Regions from separate parts of the Mus musculus genome. Here regions 1, 2, 3, 4 and 5 are each linked to region 6. Evidence: chromatin contacts called from public Hi-C, HiChIP or PLAC-seq and capture Hi-C data. All regions are on one chromosome and are shown on one strand. The core of a region is the stretch at or near the end of the contact, and the rest is flanking DNA. Distances in the headings are between cores, read along the strand shown.

Region 1 (3,843 bases), core at 707-3,206, 530 kb after region 6:
GAGTTTTGGTAACTTGTAGGGCCCTGGGACCTGCCTAAGGTTCCTAAGGATGCCAAACTAAGAAATACTTGTATAGTGTTGAGCAAATAGGCTTGGGGTAATGATATTCTTAAGTGCATTAAATGGCATTTTTATTATTTTGGCGTATAAAACTCTGAGTTGGAGTAGAAGTATGGCCTATGTCACCTTGATCTAGAAAGAGAGCAAATATTGTAATCATTTATATACCCCCCTCAGCATTGTGAAGAAACAGAATTCTACAAACTTCAGATCCCCTGTTTGAGTCCAGCTAGGAGCCCAGGTGAGACCTGGCAGGCTCAGAAGCCTGTGGGAGCATTGAGTGGAGGACACGAGTGTGCAGAGGCTGGGCGAGACAGCACAGGCTACACCAACTGTCAAAGATGAGTCTCATCCTGAGGAAGGGGACTCTGGGAGAGATGGAGGGTGCTAGGAACACTTGCCTCTGGAAACTTTGTGATGTTGAGAAAGTCAGCAAAAGAGATAAAATGGAGGATCCTGAAGAAAGCAAAGGGCATCCCAACAGAGGGCAGACGACCCTGAGAGCAGACCCAACTGATAAAGAAATGACACCATTTTAACACTAGAGGGCGTGCTTGAATCAGGAAACCCAGTCAGCCACCCAGGCGCTGCCCTTGCTTGCACCGGATCTAACTAATGGTCAGAAAAGAAATGTGGTGCAAACCCAGGAAGCAGAAGTGTACTAAGCAGAGCTACAGCCTGAAGAAAATAGAGTTTGAAAGTCAAAGCATTTCCCATCATAAATGTTGTTATCATCTCTTAGGTGTAAACACACACACACAATATCAATCTTTCCCCCCCCCCCCCCCAAGGGAGGCTACAGAGAGAACTCTGTGGTTAAATTCTCTTTCAGAGGATCCAGGTTTGATTCCCAGCACCCAGGGAGCAGTTCACAACCATCTGTAATTCCAGTTCCAGGGCGTGTAAGGTCCTCCCCAAGTGTCCAACATGCAAGTGCTGCACAGACATACATGCAGGCAAAACACTCAGACACATAAAATGGTGATGATAATAATGGACTTAGAAAGGAAAAATGAGAGTGGATTTATAGTCCTCTTGTATGTGGGACTTTGCAGTTGTTGTTAACCTTGGGCTGTGGGGCCGAGAGTAGTTTTCCAATAGAGTTGAACAGCAGCCACCATCCAGCCTAGGTGTTCTCCTGGCCACTGGCCCATCAAGATGAAAAGTCTTAGCTATTGCCCCTCAAGCCTATGGGGCTTTGTGTCTACTTGTACCTGCTAGGATGGAAGAGGAATTTTGCCACATTTCTTCTGAGGATAAATTGAAAAGGAAAAGATCCAGTGATGTCCCTTCTGCTTCCTGGTTCATTCTTCTTACATCTGTGAGCTGCATCCTCTAAGCAGTTAGGTTGTTCCGAGGCCACCATGCTATGAGGAAGCCAACCTTAGCCAGAGAGGCCGATGACAAAGTCCGAGCTACATGGAGAAGCGACCTACTGCTTGCCAGCTGCCAGGCCATGCCTCCTCTCACCCCCCAACCCCACATTCTAACTCCAGCTACCATCTGGCCATGGCCTCATCCGACACTCTCAGCCAGAACTGCTCTGCTAAATTCTTCTGGAATTCCAGACCCTGAGAAACCATGGCAATAAGGAAATGAGTATTGTTTTAAGCCACCGAGTCTTGTGGTCTTATTACACAACAATGGATAATTAGGATGAATAAATCCTTAAGGAATAAAAACGAGTTCCAGAGAAAAACAGCAGCTTTACTTAACAACCTTTTATGTTCGTTTTTTGTTTTGGACAGTTCTCGAAGAAGCTGACAGTACAGAACATGTCGATTTTGGAGAAGAATTATGTCCTTCTTTGACTTGGCTTATAAACTAACCTTTCCCCTGAAGAAGAATTGAGATATTTTTAAATGACTTCCTTTTCCTTTTGTCTTTCTGTTTTGTAGCTGGGAAGGTTTAACTCTCCATGGCTTTTGGCAAAAGATGTGGGACAGATTGTTAGAACCATTCACTACGTCCATGCCTGAGACAAAGGTGAAAGGATGCAGGAATCTGTAGTACATTGCACAGAGGTATGACTGATTGGTTTCTTCCAGACTGGATGTGAGATTTACTACTGAACAAAATTCGGTAGGGTATAGGTGAGCATAGTAGAAGCCCTTGGTTATGCAGGGCCCACCACTTCTCCAAGAGGCTGCAGTTGAGGACATCTTTGACTCCATAGCTTGCTGGAACAAACCACTTCTCAGCCGCCTCGTCTTCAAATTCATCTACATTAAACTTAGTGAAGCCCCGCCTCTTTGAGATGTAGATCTTCCAGCAGCTAGGGAAATGGAACTTGGTTCTAGGCGGGTCCTTAATCGTATGTTCTTTAGAATGTGGCTTGGTGCAGATGGATATGATGACCCAGCAGATGTGAACCCTGGCCACTGTGCCTTGGGGCTTCTCAGAGGCATGCACACCTGTCTGGAGCCTAGAGTCGGGACAGCGTTGAGATTAGAGACAAGAATAACTGCCAGGAAATTGTCTCAAAGGTCCCTTAGGAAAGCAGACTGTGTAACTACCCATGTGGGCAGTGCTGGCAAGTTTTGCTGCCAACTTTAGATGCAACCAGCGTGCTAATCCCAAGGAAACACTTCCCTGAGCAAGTTGCCTCTGAGGCCCAGGGAACCCCTTCAAGTTAGGCATCCTCACAGGATGGAGCCTCCGATGGGTAGAGCTTTGCCCTCCGGACTCCTTTTGCCTTGTCTCAGGACAGTGCAGGGGGTTCTGTGGCATTAATTGCTTTAATAATCTCACTTGCTCTCTCAGCGCCGTCTGAATGCCCTCTTGGCTTCAACTTACTTCTGCTAAATAAGTTAGTGTGTAACTTTTACATTCCATTTCACTCTTGTTCTAAGGACGCAGGCATAATTAAGGCAGCTTCTTGATCGAAATATTATGTAAATGACCCCTATTCCCGGTCCTGGTGGGATCCCTGCTTGCCACTCAACGTTGGTTTTACCTTACCAGTGATTAACACCTGCTATAAAGCTAGATAATTACAACTAGCTGATTTCCTCATACCAACACCTGTACCTTCAGACATCTTCCCTGGGGTTTCAGTGGCCTGCTCTCTGAAAATGTCTTTGTCACCTTTTGTCTATTGCTCCAATCTGTTTTCTCCTGCGGGGTCACCAGAGTGACAGGGACATTTGACCTAAGTCGTCATGTCCTTCTCATTCACTTCATTCTGCCTGTAGCATCCTCTGGTGCTGAGGTCCAGTCTCCACTTTTATCTTTGATGAGAAAGAAATCTCTTCCATCTTAAGTGCTGGCACAGGATTCCTCACCTCCAGTCTCAAATTGCCCCTCCTCCAATTTCAATCTCTTGGTCCCAGACAAACCTCTTCATGTTACAGACCAAGAATAATTCCATTTCAATGAGAAAGGAACCTTTTTTTTTCTTTTTTGAAACAAACCATTTCAGTAGCTATCAAACCTGTTTTTCTAAATATGGCCACATCTTTTGTTTCTGTACACTTTTGGATGGTTCAGGTTTATCACAGTCTTATTAAGAGCGGCACCCAGAATTTCTGAGCAGAATGTCAGAGAGTGGCCTGGACTCTTTTGACCTTTAGCTTCCTCATTGTTAATGTTCCATTTTCTGGATACAGTGTTATCAATAGATTGTGATTCCACAGCCATCTCTTGGGTGCCTCAGTCTAGATCTTCCATGGAGCCACAGTCGGCTCATTCAAAAACGAAATGGTTGCCCACACTGACACCAGTCCCTCCAGACTTAATGAGGCCAGTAGGTCAGTAGGTCAGAGTGCCTGTATCTCATATCTA
Region 2 (3,884 bases), core at 351-2,850, 620 kb after region 6:
TGTCCAGAGGTAAAAAAAAAAAAAAAAGACAAGCTTTAGGTTTGTTTAAAGTGTGTGCTTCGTGAAAGTGTCTGAGTTTCTGGGTCTAAACGGTTAATCATCTGCTGCCCAGGGTTCCCATCCCTCTCCAGTTCTGAACACAGCGCTGTGTTTTCCCTCTGGAGTGGTGCCAGTCTATGGACGTTGCTAATAAGGATGGGCTTCAAAGGCCCTGGAGCTGGACTTCCACTCCGATGCTGAGCCGGGAGCGTGAACCTCTGGAGTCAGCAGGATTGCCGTGAAGCTTGCCATCTCTCCAGGAGGGTTTTGGATCACTGTCCTTCATCCCAGCAGGATCACAAATGGAACAGGATGCCAGAGAGAAAGTGACCAAGACATGGAGCAACAAGTCAACTAGAGGAGGTTTTGAAAGGAAGGCTAGGTGCGTGAGATGCTGTTTTGCCTAGATGAGATTCCACACCTGAGTCCAACCTAACAGCTCACTGTGGGTGTGGGTTGAGAGACAGTTTGGGGGGCATCAAAGGAATCTCTACAAAGTCTCTTGCTTTTACACTTGTGCATTGCTCACTGGTAGACTTTGCCTTTCCCCTTGTTAGACTGTCACTAGCGCTGACCTCAGCATCCAAGTGTCTGATGCTGGCTCTGTCATCCAGGCTTTGGTACCTCACCACTTCATGCCTGCAGCCCAACCACTTTTAATATTCCTTAGTGATTCAAGTGATGTTTGCACTTCCTACTTTCTGTGTTGCTTGTGTCTGCAATATGCCCTGGCTTGTACATGTTATAGCAAGTGGGTTGAAAGGCATGTTTGTGTGTGTGTATGTGTGTGTGTGTGTGTGTGTGAGAGAGAGAGAGAGAGAGAGAGAGAGAGAGAGAGAGAGCCAGCCCTTTGTGAGATTTCTGTTTAAACCTGTACAGTTTCACTGGCTGTACAGTTTCACTGGGTAAGTAAGGCTTTGGGGACTTCCCTTGCCACCCCAAGACACACCTGTCTCAGCCAGGTCTCTTGCACCAGGTGTGTGTACCCAGCTAAGACTGAAATGAAGATGGAAGTCTTTGCAGGGTGTGTGCAGATATTACTGGTTTCTGTCCTAGGAAGGGAAATTCCAAGCATGATAGTCTCGGCGATGATTCAGGACCATGTTGTTATCCTGCCTTTAAATTTTTCCTCTGTGTTCCAAAGTGAGCCCAAGCCCTTGGATGATCCTGGAGCTGTTTACATGCGTCCCCTTACACAAATGAGCTCTGTAAACACTGACTCTCTGGGCTGCATCCCAGTCCCACTGGCTTCTAAGGGGGGAAAAAACAGAGGGATTTCTCCCTAGTGCCCTTCTGCTGACCTTGCCTGCCCGGGAGGAGAGCTAACTGAGGGAATGCTGACCTCACTCCCTAACAGCAGGATTTCCTGGGACATAGAGGGATCCATTCTTCTGCGATCTGCCATATGAAATCTATAAGCTTTCACAGCAGATTATGGGGACAACTAATATTGGTTCCTTTTGGACTTCAGCTTGGGGTCAAGCAAACACACAAAGCCATCTTTATGCTCCCTGAAGTCCTGAAGACCTTCTACGTCAGCTGCTGGCAGAGGGGGTGGGGCAGCGAGGTGGGGCACAGTCTAGGAAGAGTGCTGGCCGCGGCAGGAAACCGGGCTGAAAGGAGATGTAAGGGCTTTGGTGGGAAATAAATGGCACAATGTTGTTGACGGAAAAAGATCTTGGCAGGACTGTTGTTGTGAGTGCTCTGTGGCTTAGAAAGGAATTTCCTACAGGCTCCACTAACCATTGAAAATGTCTCTACCTTCAGGAGTCCCCGGCATGTTGTAGAGCCTCGCTGGGGGAAATGTCAGCGTGGACCATGGGCGCCCAAGGTCTGGACAAGCGAGGAAGTTTCTTTAAGGTAAAAGGAAACTAACTGGATTTGGGATCTCAGCTCTGCTCCCTCTGCGCGGCAGCCTGAGGAGCTGCAGGCACCCGAAGCTGCAGGCTGGAGCTTAAAAGCCTGCTGGCTAGACCAGCTGGGGCCAGGGGAGCTTGCCTGTGAGCACGGTGGTGCTCAGCGGGCTGGGGCTTTTGTGGTTTAATAGTTCCTCACTGGCTGGGGTCTGGGTCAGAGATGCCACACGGTGAGACCCTAGAGGGGCTCTGAAGTGGTGTGCTGTTCAGGCTTTTTAAGCTAGGGAATTTCAGGATGAAAGCTGGACTTTGATTTCCAAAAAATTAATGGTGTGAGACCAGTGTATTCGTCTGACTGAATCATTAAAGAGCAGAAGAAAAAGCAAAGCAAAGCAAAACAATGATTCCAGGACCTCACTTTAGGCTGATCAAATGTTAGTTTCTCAAACACTCAAAGGTTTCTTATGGTGGGGCAAGGGGAAGACAAGATTAAAGTCATACAGCTTGTCTGTTTCACGTGGGCATTGCTGGGGCTAAAGTAACTTTCTGGTTTAATGAGAGATTTTTTTTTAAGGTTATTTTATATGGAGTGCGTATGTTTAAGATTTGATGGCCATTTCTAATGTGAACTTGCAAATTAGTTTTCCTTTTGTGGCTTTTTGACCTGTTTATTCATATCCTCAAATAAATGCAAATTTATTTTGGAAAATCCTGACTCACACCTCACCCCCTGCCCTGGGGATTGGGGGGGGGGGGAATAGACTAAAGGAAGTTAAATGTGCACATGAAGTGTATTGCAGTCAGGTGTCCCAAACAATGGTCCTTGTCCCCAGAGGAGGCGCACCAAGGAAACCTTATTGCTTTATTACTGAGAAGGGGGGTGGGGGGAGTGCTTGTGGTTAGTAAATCCAAAGCCCTTAAGTGTTCATAAGTATGTATGTGTATCTGTGTATGTATGTGTATCTGTGTTTTCTATTTCCAAAGAGATTGAGACTGATCATATGTCAGAGGTTGACCCTAGAAAATCCATCAGAAACCTTGTTGATAGAGCAAGCTTTATTGAGCTTATTGCTGAAACGAGGGCCAAGAGTCTCATCAGTGTCTAAGCCAGGGACCCCTGGGAGGTGCGTTGGTAGGTTTTGGTTGCTGAGTCCCAAGTCCTTTAAGCTGAGTTCTCCAAAGCAGGGTGTAACTGGATTTTAGTGAAGCTTGATAGTAAGCAACATCTCTGATTGGGTTTTAGCGAGGCGTGGGAGGGAGTGTCTCAGAACTGGTAGACAGAGGTGAGTCTTGTTGAGTAAACCATTGACTAGCATGCTGCTCTCCCAAGTGAGCAAACTTTTGAGACTTCCTGCAGCAAACAGAAAGGCTATTGACTGACTCATAGCCTTAAGGCTATGGACAGGAAGATCCTGGAAGAATCAAGTAATGTTGACACAAATGACCTCCGCTCTCCGTGCAGGTCGTTAAGCTGTGTCTACATAACTAATCTCAATCCTCAGCGAGGTTTCTCAGCTTTCATCAAACCTGTGTAAACGGGAGGGAGGAGCTTCATCCTCCGGTTTCTTGGGGGACCAGGAGCTGAAGCCCGGAGCCCTCGATTGTATCTTACGCTGAGATATGCGTGCAAAAACACCATCTCAAACACTGCTTTATCCCAAGGCATGGCCTAAATTAGCCTAAATATTGGTTAGTCCTTAATTACCACCTTAGGATGTACAGGGAACCCTGCGGAATCATAGCTTACATAGTAGTTAGACTTCAAAGTCAGGGCGAAAGAAAATAGAGTGTGGTCAGAACTGAGTTTGAAAATTTCTAAAGAAGATGCCCTGTTGGACTCCATGGACCGTCCACCCTGACGTCAGTTTTGGTCAGTTGTTTTGGGGTTTTTTTTATTTGTTTGTTTGCTTTGTTGTTGTTGTTGTTGTTGTTGTTTTTCCAGTCCTGTTTTCGTTTTCAGCTTTCAGTGAAGCAGCAGGCATAGGAATC
Region 3 (3,485 bases), core at 733-3,232, 740 kb after region 6:
CATGTGCTGTCCAGTGGAGAAGTAAGAGGACACTGCCCTGTGGATGCTGACCAGCGGTCCTGAGCACCTTGGCCATTTATTTACTCTGTTTTTTATTGATGTTTGACACAGGGTCTTGCTATGTAGCACAGGCTGGTCTGGAAGACAAGATTCTCCTTCATCTTTCTAAGTCCTGGGATCATGTTTGAATATGCTGTGTGTATTTTACTTATAGTTTTCTTTGTATAATGATACACTTATTCATGAAAAAAAGCAAATTTACTTACATTCACTGGCTTAAAACATTTTTATTCTTGAGAATTTCATACACACATACAATGAAATATGAGCATATATACACCCATCAAATTCATATTCCCCCACATGTCCCCCCCTCTCAATTTTGTCTTTGTTTTAACCACATGCATTTAAAATTTTCCTTGAGTAGACTACCATATCTCTCTTACTGGTTAGTTCAGACTCTTTCTGACTTTGTCCATTTTTTCCATTTGTATAAGCATCATAACCTCAACTTCCCTCAAAAATATATTTTACTGTTCATTTCATGGCATATTTTGCCAAAGTAAGTGAATAGAGGGTAGAAGCTGAACTCATGGTGTCAAACTCCACCTTTCTACCATAGTAGCAGTTATATATATACTTTCGGGCCTGTCATACCCATGTTTACAATTATTCATTGTATAATTTACTTCATCAGGCTTAGAGACAAAGCTTGGCGAGGAGCCACTGGGACTACCTGCTCTTTCAACCATTTGCTTTCTTCTCCACCACACCTGGCCCTCAGGTTTGGCCAAGGAATTCCCAAGACACCTGCGGAGCAACTGAGTCCCAAAGGAGTTGGGGATGTGAGTCTGCTGTAATGTAGGCATCTCGCTGAGTTGGATTGGTTTGAGCTCAGCAGCATGTTCTCCAGGACCACCCCAACTGCTGGTAAGGAGAAGAGGGGAAGGCAGCTTCACAGCCCGACAGTACATAGTCTCCTCAGTCACTGGGTCTATGCCGTGGAGACGCTGGGCTGGTGCTTAAAATGTAGCAGGCCAGATGAAAGAATGTAATTCCTAATGGTTAACTTTCAACTTAGACATGAGATAATGTTTCATTTGGTTATTTGGAAACATGTTTGGATTACTTTGATAGCTCTATCATCTTGTATGCATGTATTTGAGACGGTCACACTATGTGTCCTTGACTGGCCTGGAACTCACTATATAGACCAGGGTTTTCGAGGCTCACTAACAGCCTCTTGTCTCTGTCTCCTTACTACTGGGATTACAGGTGTAAGGCACTATTCCTGGCTTGATCTGCTCTTTAATCACACATTTATTAAAATCAGCATCGAAAACAAATAGTTCTGATCATTTTTCTCTCGGATTAAAATAAACTGCAAATATATGGACCAGATTTCAAAGTCTTATTGCCAAAATAAGATAAGATATTCACATTTTTTATACAGATAATCTTTCTTTCTTTCTTTCTTTCTTTCTTTCTTTCTTTCTTTCTCTTTCTCTCTCTCTCTCTCTCTCTCTCTTTCTTTCTTTCTTTCTTTCTTTCTGTTCTTCCTTCCTTCCTTTCTTTTTCTTCCTCTCTCTCTCTTTCTCTCCCTCCCTCTCTCCCTCCTTTCCTTCCTTCTTTCCTTCCTTTCTTCTAAATAATTTTAATGTGCTAGAAAATTTAAGGTCACATCCCTGGTTCATGACAGTGGTTGAGAGAAGAGGCCCTGAGCCATCCTTTTAGGGATCACTTCCTAACTCACCCTGTGAAGCATCTTTGTAGTTTTGAAGCTTGCTTTTACGATTTGGCTCTCTGACTCCAGCTTCTTTCTCCTTGTTACTACTCTGCCTACTTTTTGGAAAGGGTCTGCGGGGCGCGGATCATTAAGGCAATTGCTGATTTCAGCCGCCAGAGAGAGCTACGACGCTACTCTTGTTGCCCAGCAACCTCTGGTCCGGAAGTAGTTCTTTGTCCCACCCCATGGCGGCCGCGGGCGCGAGTACTTCCGGTAGTGCGGGCGCGGGGTCGCGCCGAGCGGGTTGGAGGCTGGCGGCGGCGCAATGACCACGCTCCGGGCCTTCACCTGCGACGACCTGTTCCGCTTCAACAACATGTGAGTGAGGCACGGCCGGCCTCTGTCTTCGCGGCGCGGGACGGGGTCAGCCTCGCGGGGCCGTGGGCCGGGTGGACGCTGCGCGGGCGCGCTGACCGGTGACCTTGGCCGAGGCGCGGCGCTCCCGGTGCGCCCGGGATGATGCGGAGCCGGGCTGGACACCCCGCGCCCGCTCCCTGAGGCGGCCTCACTGCGGAGGGAGGGCGGGGAAGGAGCGCGGTCCTGGTTAAATTGTATCCCAGTGAAGTAACCTTGCGATGCTCCGGGCCCTCTCAGCAAGTTGTGGTTTGTGCTTGGTAGTTACAGTAGCGGAGCGCCCAAAGTAGACTGCCTTGGGTTTTTTTCTTTTTCTCTTAAAAAAAAAAAAAAAAAAAAAAAAAAGACAGGGTTCATTTCGTATCCCTGGGCTCCAGGAACTCTCTGTAGACGAGGCTGGCCTAAACCTCACAGATATGTCTTCCTGTCTTACTAGTGCTGGGATTAAAGGCATGCCCCACCACACCCAGCTAGACTACATTTTTTTTTTTTTGGTTGGGGATCCAATGTACTGAAGACTCCCCGGTGCTGTGTGGTTTCTTTTCAGTCCAAAATTTAAAAACCCGTGATTTGCCGTTCTCCCCTTCTCGCTTTTTAAAAAGAAAAAAAAATTTAGTTTGGAATCCAAATTATGACCATTTAAAAAGCTCAGCATTTCACCGCGAACTCCTGTAGACACATGACCTCGGTTATTTGCTTGATATAACGTAGTAAGAAGTATGGACCGGAAGGTTTAGGTAACAGAAGGGAAGAAACTCTGGGATGATGGACATTTCAAAGAGGGGATGAACCTTGATGAAGGAAATTTGGCAAGGAGGAAACTCTGGAGAAGGCTGCAGGAAAATGGAGTGTGAAGCAGGGTAGGCCTTTGCTTCAGGTGAAGCCAGGTTTAATTATCGTGTTTAATTGGTTCAGATCCGATCTTGTGAGATTTCGGTTAGGTCCCGCTTGTGTTGAATCCTCTGTGCATTTTAGTACTTGTGGCAGGCGCTCATGTAATAATAGGCCCTTAAATCTTCACAAATTCTGTCATGTGCTGATGTCCTCAGTTTCTGGGTGAGGGAAGGGATTGCACACACAGAACCCTGACGTGGAGTAGGTGGAGACTGGCCCTGGTGGTTGTTAAAAAATTGGTCCCATGGAGCTGGAGATGGTTCAGTTGTTAAAAGTACTGGGTGCTCTTCCAGAGGACAGGGGTTCACTCCACATGGAGGCTCACACTTGATTGTAATACTAGTTCCAAGAAGCTGCTGGCCTTTCCTGGCTTGAGTAAGCACCAGGTATGCATGTAACACACAGACATATAAAACCCATACCCATTCAATAAATGAAAAAGGTTGATCCT
Region 4 (3,660 bases), core at 177-2,676, 610 kb before region 6:
TCAATCTTGTATATTTTGAACATGCAATTAAAAAAAAATCCTCTCTACAGAAATTACTAGTGTAGAAATAATCCAGGTCCAAAAATTGAAAGGGAAATATTTGACAAATAAAATCATATTAGTGTTTGTTATTTAAAAAGCGACTTCTTTTTTTCAGCGTTAGATATAACGAACATGTATATTTTATTTTACATTTTACCTTAGGAAGAGATAACTGCATTTCCCAAACATAATTTAAGGTTTTAAACATGCCATCATTAACATTGTTATGTTTATGATGATGAGAAAATGTAAATTTATTTTAAAGATTGTAATGCAAACAGTAATATTTTATAGTACCACCTATTTAAACTTAAGTCCCTATGATTTATAGACGTCAAAAAGTTTGATTTAGCCGGGTGTGATGGCGTGTGCTTTTAAATTGAGGAGGCATAGGAAGATAGAAGAAAGCAGGGCTTCCTGAGTTCCAGGCCAGCCAAACCTACAGCTAGGCTCTGTCTTAAAGAAAAGTTTGCATTAGTAGGAAACTGGGTTATTTAATGGGTACTCTTTGAATAACATGTCTTAGCATAACTGTAAGATTTTAGTTGGCGGGATGAAGGGTTGGTTGAGTGGCTATGTGTATACTGCTGGAGTTCAGTTCCTAGCACCCGTGTTAGAGGATACACAATAGATTCTTCTGGCCGCTGCAGGCACTACACACTCGCTGAATTTGCTGCTATTTATTTATTTATTTATTTTTGCCACTTGTAAGAAAGTGTAAAAATGACTGCGGCGGTCACAGAAAAAGCTGTGTTACCCATCAAAACGGACTCTGATAGTTTCCTTAAGTGTCTGAATAAGACCATCCCCAATTACTCACTTCCTTGCTGGGGAATGGCAGGAGGATGTTCACCAGAAACAGTTTTTATTGAGCACAGAAACCACAGCAGCAACGAGAAGGGAAAGTTTTGTACCGCGAAGAGAGGACCCGCACCCGCACTTGCTGAGCTCAAAAAGATCACCAACTAGCGGCCGAGACTCTCTGTCCCCTCCTAGCCCCTTCCCGCAGGCTGAGGGCCTCTCCGGACAACTCCGGGCTACGCGTCCCTCTTCTCGCTTCCCGGTAGCTAGGCGATGAGAGGGACTTCCCCCTGAGGCAAACAGACGTCATGTTGTGTCAGGGCGGTCCCCTGAGGAGTGCTGGATGCATTTGGATGACGGTTCCGCAGGCGCCGAGGTTCTGTGAAGGAGAAAAATTTCAGGATATATTCAAGAAAGTATGTATCCTGAGGAATTCTACATTCTAAAGTTTGTTGGGTGAGAAACCACAGCCTTGCCCTATTCAAAGATGGAGGCGCAGCTTTTCTGACTGTTTCACTTTCTCGGGTCAGCCAGAGAAGCGCTCTCTGATTGGCTAGAGCATGGCGCCGCGAAATGACGTTTCGGAGCGGTGACCAATCGACTGTGAGCTGAGGTGGACTTGGCGGTGGAAGCCGGAGTTGAGCTCTGGTGTCCGTGGGGCGCGGAAGGTTCAGTCCCGGTGAGTGGCTCCGGACAGGTGAGCGGCTGGCTCTGCAATGGTGAAGGGGCGCATAGGAGGAGGGCCGAAGCCAGACAGGCCGAGGCAAGGTGGGCTTGCTTATGGGAAGAATCAGAGAGAGTTGATGACCCAGAAGCCGGCTCAGAGTGACTCGTCCGCGCCGTGCCTGAGAGCCGACGGCCGGTTTCTGACTCCTTAGCCCTCGGAATTGGGGTGTTGGTGGTGGTGACTCGAACATCCGGAAGGACCGAATCCCCATGAAAACCTTGAGTTTTGCTTTGTGATAAGTGAAACCAGAAACCAGATCTTCAGTACAGGATTAGGTATTTAACTGTGTCTACAGATGGTTACTAAGTCCTGGAAAGTTATGTCCTGGAGAGCTTAGAGGGGCTAAGATATTTTATTGGATGCCTTTCTTTTATCCACTCACTCATTCATTCATTCTCTCTTCATTCACTCAGTCATTCATCCATTCGGCTATTTACCTCTTCAGATACCCTTACTCGTTGAGAGTTTGATAGGAGCATTTTTCTCAGCACATAGAATTTAATAAAAATACATAGAACGTCAGAGGATTCATGAATTCACTGAAAGCCTCTGTGGATTACGTGTTTAGGATTAAGAAGCTGGTTTAGAATAAATCGAGGAAAGGAGGCAGTGGGAAATAGGAGCAGGTGTTAATATGTTGATACTCGGGGACTTATACATTTACGTAAAGAACTTTATAGAGGGGTTACCATTATTTAATGGGGTTTGCTGAAGTAACTGCTGGAAATGGCGATGTTAGAATGTGCTGTGACTTATTTACTACCCCCCACCCCCACCCCCGCTCCCAGGCGCCTAAGTGCTTTCTGTGTAGTTAGGGTTTTATCTTCTTGTATTTGCCAGAACTAACAAGTAGATGTGTTAAGAGTTTCAGTTGGAACAGACATTTGGGACTTTGTTGTATAGAGTCTGTATGGTAGAATAATTAATTTGCTTTTCTGGGTATGTAAAATTGTCCTCACCCAAATTATTTGCAGGATATATCTATATATCTATATCTATCCCTATGTAACCCAGGAGGCTTTGTACTCTCTTGATTCTGCCTCAGCCTCCCAAATATGGAAATTACAAGAATATGCTTCCATTCTCATTTCACAGGTTTAGTCGTCGTCTTCTTCTTCTTCTTCTTCTTCTTCTTCTTCTTCTTCTTCTTCTTCTTCTTCTTCAGTTCAGTTTTCTGGCTTTCCTTTTTTTAACAGTCTACTTGCTTAAACATGTCATTTGCATGTGTGTGCACCTGTCAAGCCACTCATAGGCAACTTTTGTGATCTTAGGTCTTTCCTTCCATCTTTTTGTGGGATCTGAGGCTCTAACTCAGGCTGTCAGACTTGCGTGGCAAGCACTTTACCCCCTGGACCAGTTCATTTTGCTTTCCGGATTGGCTTGCTCAGTTGACCTTCAGTCACTCATGTGTCAATGTATTTTCAATCACACGTAGGATGCATTTGCTTAACAACATTGGGCTATCCGAGTCTGAAAGCTTCGTCTGAAAGACTTAATTGTTAAAGAGTCTTTCAAGGATGATCATAAGCAAACATGGTGAGGAAGGAGAACATGGTGAGACTCAATACAAAAGCAAACTTCCTTTCATAGTTGTGGTATGCCCACTAGAAATGCTTCAGTGTCAAGCTGCTTCCTGTTAATAACCGGATTCTCAGGTCACCATACAGTTCTGTTCTCTACAGTTAGCAATGTGGTGGGGGTGGCGGGGGGACAAACAAAAATCAAGGTTTCTTGGCATGTGGCATTTCATACAGAATTTACTTTGATTGATAAAGAAAGGAAGGGAATCAGGAAAGTTGTTGGATCATGAAACAGAATTTGAGACTTACCTTTCGACACATAGTTGAAATTGGCTTGTCTCAGAACTGTAACTCAGTACTTGAGTGTTTGCCTAGCACGCACAGGGTCCTGCCTTTGACCCTTAGCATCACAAATAAATAATTACTCGTGATATCCAACTATACAAGTTAACAAATGTTCAAGGAGTTCAACCTCTAACCTTTTTGACTACTTTTTTCAAGTACTACAGAGATGGTTTGAGAAAGTAGCCTGATTATTTTTTTTTTATTTTTTATTTTTGGCCAACTTGA
Region 5 (3,462 bases), core at 209-2,708, 640 kb before region 6:
GCTGCTTTAAAAGGGCAGGTCCACGGATGAGGCAGAGCAGAATCCACCTCTAACGCTCTGAGCTCAGTTCCCTCGAGATCATTCACTCTTCACTGCCTTCAGCCAGTGCGCGCGCACATGCACACACACACACACACTCACTCTCCTGACTTCAAGGCAACTCATTACATAAGGGGAGCAGGTAACTCTGCACGTAGCATGAATTACTTAGAGCCAAATCTTAAAAGAGGTTCTAACCCCCCACAGTCTCACCTTTGCAAACCACTGCAGTGTATTGTATTTTGGAAAATATACTGCAAAGACTGCAGAGCATCAGCTCTCAATAGAAAGGAAGTTGACATGGATATAAACCCACAACCATCATTTCCTATTAGCTCTGCTATTTTGTAAATAACTAGCAGGGCAGAAACCTTATGGGTCTTTTCTTTGAGGTGGGGAGGAGTCCTCTTAATCCAGTATTTGCAACTTGCACTGTAGCTTCAACGATTGTGGCTACATTATTATTCAATTATAATGTACATATTCATCTCACTTTTATAATCAACATTTTGCATCCTCATTTCGCCCCCCGCTCCCCCGAGACAGGGTTTCTCCGTGTAACAGCCCTAGCTGTTATGGAGCTCTACCTGTAGACCAAGCTGGCCTCCAACTCACAGAGATCCACCTGCTTCTGACTCCCAAGTGCTGGGATTAAAGGAATGAGACACCATGCCTGGCTTACAATTTTTCATGTAACAATTTGTTGTTCAGTGGTGAGGTCATTTTTTTTTAAATGGTAGTTGGAATTCTGATCATGTTGCTGTGAACATGTTTGCGTTTTGACATATCTTGTTCTGGAAAGCGAGATAATTAGAATTAAAAGACGAATTTAATGCCTTTTTGGATTCTTCCAGATTGAGGACCAAGAATAAAAACTACAGGTATCTGACCCTTCAGAAATGACGCTGGATGTAGAGGGATTCGCCTACCTTCACATTTCCCTTCGAGTGAGAGTCAGCTAAAATAAAGATAGCTGAAAACTAGATTCTAAATAAACACCGTTGGTTCGAGACTGAAGTGCTCACGGTTAGCTATTAGCTGCTCTTGGAAACCTGGGGTGGTCACTGGACCTCACAGGAAGGAGACAGAGATGGCTGATTCGCTAGGTCCACACCGCAGCCTGGTGTCAGTGTCATGCCACCAGCATCTCCCAACATCCTGCACCTGAACCATCTCCTCGCTGCCCAAACCAGGACCCAGACCCTGCGTCATGCCCTCGGCCTCGCGAGGCAGTCAGAGATGCCTAATTCCCTCCCAACCCAGTGAGAGATGCCCTTCTCCTCACCCTTCTCCAGCCTCAAGGACAGAGATTAAGGACCCCCGACGCAGCACCGCCGCCGCCAACCCGTTGTCAGGTTTCTCACGGTCTCACCACAGCTCCTCCGCTGCAGCTTGCGTTTCCACAGACGCTGCGAACCGCGCCCCGCCCATCGGGAGCCGAGCAGATGATTGGCAGGGAAATCGACATCCTAGCAACCAGCCCCGCCCTTGTCTCTGGCTGCAGCCTCCGTCTGGTACCCGCCTCCAGATCCTTCTGCGACACTTTCTTGTAGGTGTCCAAGAATATGCCTTCTCGGCGGCTGGAAGAGGCTGAAGGGTGCGTACTGGAGCCAGAGGCTCTTGTCCGACAAGCACTGAAATTTGAGACAACGGAAGGGAGTCGCTGTGGCGACCCTGCCGAGCAAGGCGGAGCAGGCACAGCACGGGCGCCCCAAGCCGATCCGATGAAGAAGGCCCAGCGCGACCGGATGAAGAAGGTCCCTCGCCTCTCTCTCAAGCCTCGGTCCCCGGCGCGCGCCTCCACCGGTTCCCGAGACTTCCAGCGCGCTCCGAGGGGCCACTTTTCCTCTAGTCTCGAAAACTGCCCTCATGGCGGAGGTGAAGGTCAAGGTGCAGCCGCCGGACGCGGATCCGGTGGAGATAGAAAACAGGTACTGCAATAAAGCTAGGCTCCCGACGCTAAGCGAGCAGTCAGCTGGGTAGCGGGACCCCCTTCTCTCTCAGTCCCGCGGGGAGAGGCTGGGGTAGACTGGTCGAGCACGCGGGAGCGGGGTTGCCGGGTGTCTGGGCGACCCCCCCGCCCCGATTAGGGAGAGTAGAACTCTTCAGAAGCTCTAGAGCAGCGGGACAGCTTGAAACGTTGTGGAACTGGGTTCTCCGGGATTCTATTAGAGCACTTGGAACGTGACAGCAGCCAGGGCCAGAAGAGAGACCTGCATTTTCCCTGTAGTTCTTGGACATGTGTTCGAATCCAGGATTGCCCGGTTGCCAAGGGAAGTTCTATAAGAGAACGTTGGGGCCAAATGAGGGTTCAGTTTGTGATTACAAAGGACCATTGAGCCAAGTAGGTTCAGTGAGTGCCTTAACTCCCGTAGTGCACATGTGTTTCTAGGTTATAATGTATTTAAAAGACGACTTTCTCAACATTATTATTGTGGATAATAAGTTTATTACACCTCCAAACAAATTAATCCCTCCAGTTTGTTTGGAGGGGATAATTCTCAAGACTCCAGTTATGGTGAATCACTATGCTGCCCCCCACCCCCACCCCCGAATATTCTATTTGCTTTCTGCCCACAGACCTTGGAGTCACTTTGCTGTACTTATTCCCATTGACAACATTGAGCTTTTTAGCTTGACTATCGTGTATCTTCCTTATTTGCCTTTAAAAGCAAGCAAACATAAACCATTTATACCGTTGTTCCTAGAATTATAGAATTATGCCACCAGTTCCCTCATGGAATCACAGATCAAGTAATTCAGAACGAAATGCCTCACATTGAAGCCCAGCAGCGGGCAGTGGCCATCAATAGACTGTTATCCATGGTAAGGTGAAGTCAACCAATTCATGTAATTTGTTGTATATTCTGGTTTTCATTGCTTCCTGTCATATCGTTGTGATGGCTAACCTTATGTGTCAGCTTGGCTGGGCTCTGAGATCCTAGATATCTGCCTGTTTGCTGTTTCTGGGATGTTCTAGAATGTGGTATTTGAACTGATGTGCTGACTGTAGGCAGTGAATGGGCACCATCCAATTTAGTATCAGCCTAAGCCAAAGACATGGAGGACACAGGAACTTGCCCCAGCCCACTCTGAGCCCCAGGGCCAGCCTTCTGCCTTCACCACTCTGTCCTTAGACTTTCGGATCCCATCTATACCATTGACTTCCCATCACCGAGGTTAATGCATCCGGTCTGTGCCATTGATCTGTGCCGCTGGCCTTCTCTAGTCTCCAGCTTGCAGGAGACGTACAAGAATTCTCCCCCCACCTTAATTACACGGAGCAATAATCGCATAATAAGCCTCCTTTCTAGTAAGCCAATATACTAATTGTAAGGCCAAAATTTGTGGCTTGATTCCAAACCAAGGAAAGGATCAGAATGTCTGAATAGGAAGAAAAAAATACTCATCTGCCTGCCATTT
Region 6 (3,705 bases), core at 444-2,943:
TTCCAGATCCCCATCTCCCACCCACCTCCCTGCCTTCCACTAGAGACACTATATGAGTGTCTTTCCTAACAAGTCGAGATTACTCTGAATTCCTCAAGGGTCACCACTATCAAGAAGGCTTGATAGTGGTGACAGAATTGGAGAATTCTCCATGATGCTCCAATCTGGATGAACTTGAAGAGTTTGCGTTCCTCCTTTGTTACCTGGTGACCTAAGCAAAGACTCACCTAGCCATTGCAGGGAAGGTGCTCTGGATATGGGGCAGCCAACATAGGAGTGGGAGGGAATAAACACATGGAAAGCAAATTCTGCTCTTCAGCAGAAAACAAACCACCTGTGATCACTTTCCATGTCTCCAGATGTTGTCAGGGGACATCTGACACTATATGGGATGGAAGGTCACTCACAGTTGATCCTGTGGGTCCCTTGTGACCTGGGCAGGGAGAAGTCTCTATGGAGTTTCCCCACTTCCTCCCAACTCCCGAGGGCTAGATTGCTCAGGCCCAAGAGCCATCCAAACATATATCTGATTTCTAGGACCATCCTTTTGGAATAAGACTTAAGTTTAACCACCACTTGGAAACACATCTCTTCTTCCCTTCCTCTGGGGTCGTGTGTCTTCCATCCTGCAGGCAGGTACCTGGGATGAGGCTAGGGAAGTCCAAGCCCCTGGGAGTGAACCCCTGGGATCACTAGGTGCCCTTTTCAATGGTACTGCAGATAGGGGTGGGGATGTCAGCCTCTACATCTTTAATAGGCAGGGGCAGAAGAACTCGAATTAGGGAGTTGGGGCCTAGGGCTCTAATCTTGGGGGAGGGGTGGACTGATTGTCCTTGTAGAAGGCCAAGAGTCTCCCTCCTAGGGAACTTACTAGGGCCCCCTCAGGTTCAGCCACACACTGGACTTGCTTCAGCTCCTCAGAGAGCGAAATGTGAACCCTAGCCAGAGGGGGAAGCCAGGACAACCCTAATAAGCCAAACCCCCCCAGGAGGCCAGTTTCAGGACTTGAGCCTGGCTCACCGGGATCCCCACCAGGGGGCAGAGGGGAACCCCTGAGGCCAGCGGCAGGAGGCAGGACCAGTGGCTAGGAATTGGCCACCTAGCACACTCTAGACGCTCTAGCTTAAGGCAACGGATGGAAGAGGGCCAAGGAAATCCTTCTTTTCTCTGAAAGTTTCAGGCCAGTCCTCCTTGGTGGAGATCTGTCTATCCACATCCCGCCTAGCGGGCCTCCCCCACCGCACCGCCTCTTTCTCTGGGCACCAAAGGGTTGAAGGGCTGTGCACCGGGCTCCCTCCACAGCCCAGTCTCCTCCCTGCGCCCCCTCCCCGCGGTGCTGGCCAGCGACTCATAGCATCCCGGGCGCTGTCCCCCTCCCGTGCGCAGCCCCCCTGCCGCCGACCCACCGTGGGGTACGGGAAGCTGCGCTCACTCTAGCTGTTGGCGCGCTCCGGCCGCCGCTCGGCTCCGAGTCCCCCACCCACCCACCCCCGCGTGGACACTGGAGTGCGACCCCGAGCTGCACTCCCGCAGCCTGAGGTCAGGGCCTGCTTCGGGTGGCCAGCGGCCGGCCCTCCTCTCGCCGGTCCTTCCCCGCTCCTCCTCCACCGCCCCCGCCGCCCCCGCCTCCCGGCCGCCCCCGCCGCCGCCGCCCCAGGCCGAACGCGGGCGCGGAGCGTGGGAGCCATGGCGCGCGAGCAGGAGAGGGACCCCGAGCGCAGGGAGGCGGCGGTGCGGGCGAGCGGCGAGGAGGAGGAGGCGGCGGGGGAGGAGGGACTGAGCGATAGCGACGAGGGCGACGGCGTGGAGACCGGCAGCGGCCGGGAGGAGGGAAAGCAGGAGGCGGCGGCCGGGTGGGAACGCAGCGAGGACGCGCGGCTGCTGCGCGCAGGGCTGCCTCCTGCCGCCGTCCCCGCCGCGGCCGCCCGCGACCCGAGCGGACGCCGCCCGCCAGGGACGCCGCCCGGCTGTCCGAGGATGCCGCCGCCGGGCGACCAGGACTGCGCGCGCCGCCGCAGCCGCCGCCGGCGGAGGGACCTTCTGCTGAGCCAGCTTTGCTTCCTGGCCTCGGTGGCGCTGCTGCTCTGGTCGCTGTCGAGCCTGCGAGAGCAGAAGGGTGAGTGCTCGCCGCCTGCCCCGAGTGGGCGCTGCGGCTCCAGCAGTTCGGGCTCTCGGGGCTCGGTGCCCGGCGAGCTGCGCTGGGTCCAGCCACACCGAACAGGCACGGGGACACTCCGGTCTCTTGCGGGGCTAGGGAGGAAGGGGTCTGGGCTCTAGGACTGCAGCGGTGGAGGAGTGACCCCTTGGGCACCAAGAAGACCTTTTCCTCTTGCCTTCTGCCCCTTTCCCACAGCCTGGCTGGTAGTGGCGGCGGTGACAGGGAGGGACCCTTTCACTACCAAGGCTAGTAATAAAGTTGTTCTGACAGCAATCAGTACCTGTGCAGGTAACCAACCACCTGTACTCCTGGCTTACTGAGGGAATGCAGGGTAGGCTGACCAGCTCACAGCCGGTTCTCCACGTGTTCTCCACACAGAACAGGTGGGGTGGGCAGTGGAGAATGCTCCTTGCCATCTTTGCGATCCAAGAACAGGTGCTGGGAACTTACTTCCGTTAGGAGAAAGTGATAGCTACCAGTCAGGGTTTAGGAATGGGCATGCTCCCTTAAAGGGTTGCTCAGCAGGAACACATGGATTCATTTCTCAAGGCTGGCTTGCTTCCTTTCACCGACTTGATGCTGGGGGCGGACCACTCTATGCTGCCCACTTTTTCCTTGGTGCTTTGGCTGGTGGTGCATACACACGTGTACACACTTGTACACACACACACACACACACACACACACACGATAGTTTGGTTTTATCTTTGCCCTTGGCTTTTTTTGGAGCTAAAATAGACATTGGGGAGAAATGTGCTCAAAACAGTTGTCCATTGGAAACAATTTGGACTCTGGGGTGCAGCTGTGTAAGAAAAAGAAACAAAACAACCTCACAGAAAGGAAAGACTTGAAAGAATAACGGTCGTAAAATGATTTCTTATCCTGGCTTTTCGAATATCAGGGTTTGTGGGGAAGCAGACAAATAAATGATTGTGGGGTAAAACAGTTACAGCTATGTGCTGTACTGTTAAGATAGGCACAGTTCTAATACGTGGTGCTTTGAAGCACACAATAAAAGCATTTTGATAGCGATGGTGACATTTTAAAAGGTGCCATCAATCAAGAAAGGGTTTTCCCTCACCATGGCTGGTGTGGTGCCTCATGGTGAAACTCAGGGGTCATTCTGAACTTAGCAGATCTCTCTACGGACTTCATCATATATGGTAATAGGAGAGAAGCGGGCCTGGTCTTCAGCAAAACCCTTAGACTCCATGACTCTCTCTATTGCTTTTGAATCTCTGATTTTCTGGCCCTGGGTACTGACATGAGGGAGGTGGGCTGTACTATTTGAATGAAGTGAGACTTTTTTCCAAGGGAAGATTCAGACCTGCTAAGTAGTATGCACTGACTGTCCCGAAGAGGGTGAGTGGAAGCCAGCAGATAGTTTATGCTTCCGTTGGCAAGAGTTATTCCAAATCACTTGGTGGCCGTTTCTCTACAGGTTGGAGCCTGTGAGTAACAGGCTTCCCAGCACTTTGCAGGGCATAAAAGACATTTGTCCTGGATGTTGAATGTGATCCATAGGATTAAGTGGATCAATTGCAGGG

Evidence for each region. A called contact is a pair of places that touch in the nucleus more often than the background predicts. HiChIP or PLAC-seq counts read pairs in DNA pulled down with a chosen protein or histone mark. Capture Hi-C pulls out chosen DNA fragments and counts their contacts.
Region 1: an H3K27ac HiChIP or PLAC-seq map of oligodendrocyte precursor cells shows a contact between it and region 6, with 12 times the contacts expected there. The contact joins the promoter of BC039771 here to the promoter of Slc24a3 in region 6. A contact is called at or near these places in 1 of 39 promoter capture datasets (hippocampal neurons), 3 of 484 Hi-C or Micro-C datasets (neural progenitor cells, palatal mesenchyme and uterus) and 3 of 115 datasets of contacts at active chromatin or transcription factors (embryonic forebrain, embryonic midbrain and oligodendrocyte precursor cells).
Region 2: a contact with region 6 is called in an H3K27ac HiChIP or PLAC-seq map of stem cell-derived neural progenitor cells, with 4 times the contacts expected there. The contact joins the promoter of Rin2 here to the promoter of Slc24a3 in region 6. A contact is called at or near these places in 2 of 39 promoter capture datasets (the 3T3-L1 cell line and hippocampal neurons), 10 of 484 Hi-C or Micro-C datasets (brown adipocytes, cerebellar granule neurons, cerebellum and 6 more) and 4 of 115 datasets of contacts at active chromatin or transcription factors (embryonic forebrain, forebrain, stem cell-derived neural progenitor cells and 1 more).
Region 3: a Hi-C map of uterus shows a contact between it and region 6, with 6 times the contacts expected there. The contact joins the promoter of Naa20 here to the promoter of Slc24a3 in region 6. A contact is called at or near these places in 3 of 39 promoter capture datasets (the 3T3-L1 cell line, the HPC-7 cell line and hippocampal neurons), 1 of 484 Hi-C or Micro-C datasets (uterus) and 4 of 115 datasets of contacts at active chromatin or transcription factors (astrocytes, bone marrow-derived macrophages, extraembryonic endoderm stem cells and 1 more).
Region 4: a contact with region 6 is called in an H3K27ac HiChIP or PLAC-seq map of extraembryonic endoderm stem cells, with 4 times the contacts expected there. The contact joins the promoter of Sec23b here to the promoter of Slc24a3 in region 6. A contact is called at or near these places in 2 of 39 promoter capture datasets (hippocampal neurons and neutrophils), 1 of 115 datasets of contacts at active chromatin or transcription factors (extraembryonic endoderm stem cells) and 1 of 9 other capture datasets (macrophages).
Region 5: a contact with region 6 is called in a capture Hi-C map of macrophages, with 4 times the contacts expected there. The contact joins the promoter of Dzank1 here to the promoter of Slc24a3 in region 6. A contact is called at or near these places in 3 of 115 datasets of contacts at active chromatin or transcription factors (VIP interneurons, bone marrow-derived macrophages and large pre-B cells) and 1 of 9 other capture datasets (macrophages).

What each region holds. Positions count from the first base shown.
Region 1 is chr2:145,699,239-145,703,081 of GRCm38.p6, forward strand. BC039771 (cDNA sequence BC039771) reads left to right here and starts at 1,957. Exons shown (of 4, transcript NR_033220.1): 1 at 1,957-2,084.
Region 2 is chr2:145,784,516-145,788,399 of GRCm38.p6, forward strand. Rin2 (Ras and Rab interactor 2) reads left to right here and starts at 1,601. Exons shown (of 13, transcript NM_028724.4): 1 at 1,601-1,664; 2 at 1,807-1,899.
Region 3 is chr2:145,901,259-145,904,743 of GRCm38.p6, forward strand. Naa20 (N(alpha)-acetyltransferase 20, NatB catalytic subunit) reads left to right here and starts at 1,983. Exons shown (of 6, transcript NM_001141965.1): 1 at 1,983-2,104. The coding sequence starts at 2,052.
Region 4 is chr2:144,554,803-144,558,462 of GRCm38.p6, forward strand. It overlaps Sec23b (SEC23 homolog B, COPII coat complex component), which reads left to right and starts at 1,427. Exons shown (of 20, transcript NM_001252544.1): 1 at 1,427-1,522. Gm34292 (a long non-coding RNA gene) reads right to left here and starts at 1,833. Exons shown (of 1, transcript XR_003953925.1): 1 at 1-1,833.
Region 5 is chr2:144,525,956-144,529,417 of GRCm38.p6, forward strand. Dzank1 (double zinc ribbon and ankyrin repeat domains 1) reads right to left here and starts at 1,459. Exons shown (of 21, transcript NM_172859.3): 1 at 1,325-1,459. Polr3f (polymerase (RNA) III (DNA directed) polypeptide F) reads left to right here and starts at 1,790. Exons shown (of 9, transcript NM_029763.3): 1 at 1,790-1,970; 2 at 2,748-2,865. The coding sequence starts at 1,909.
Region 6 is chr2:145,166,082-145,169,786 of GRCm38.p6, forward strand. It overlaps Slc24a3 (solute carrier family 24 (sodium/potassium/calcium exchanger), member 3), which reads left to right and starts at 1,694. Exons shown (of 17, transcript NM_001356497.1): 1 at 1,694-2,116. The coding sequence starts at 1,978.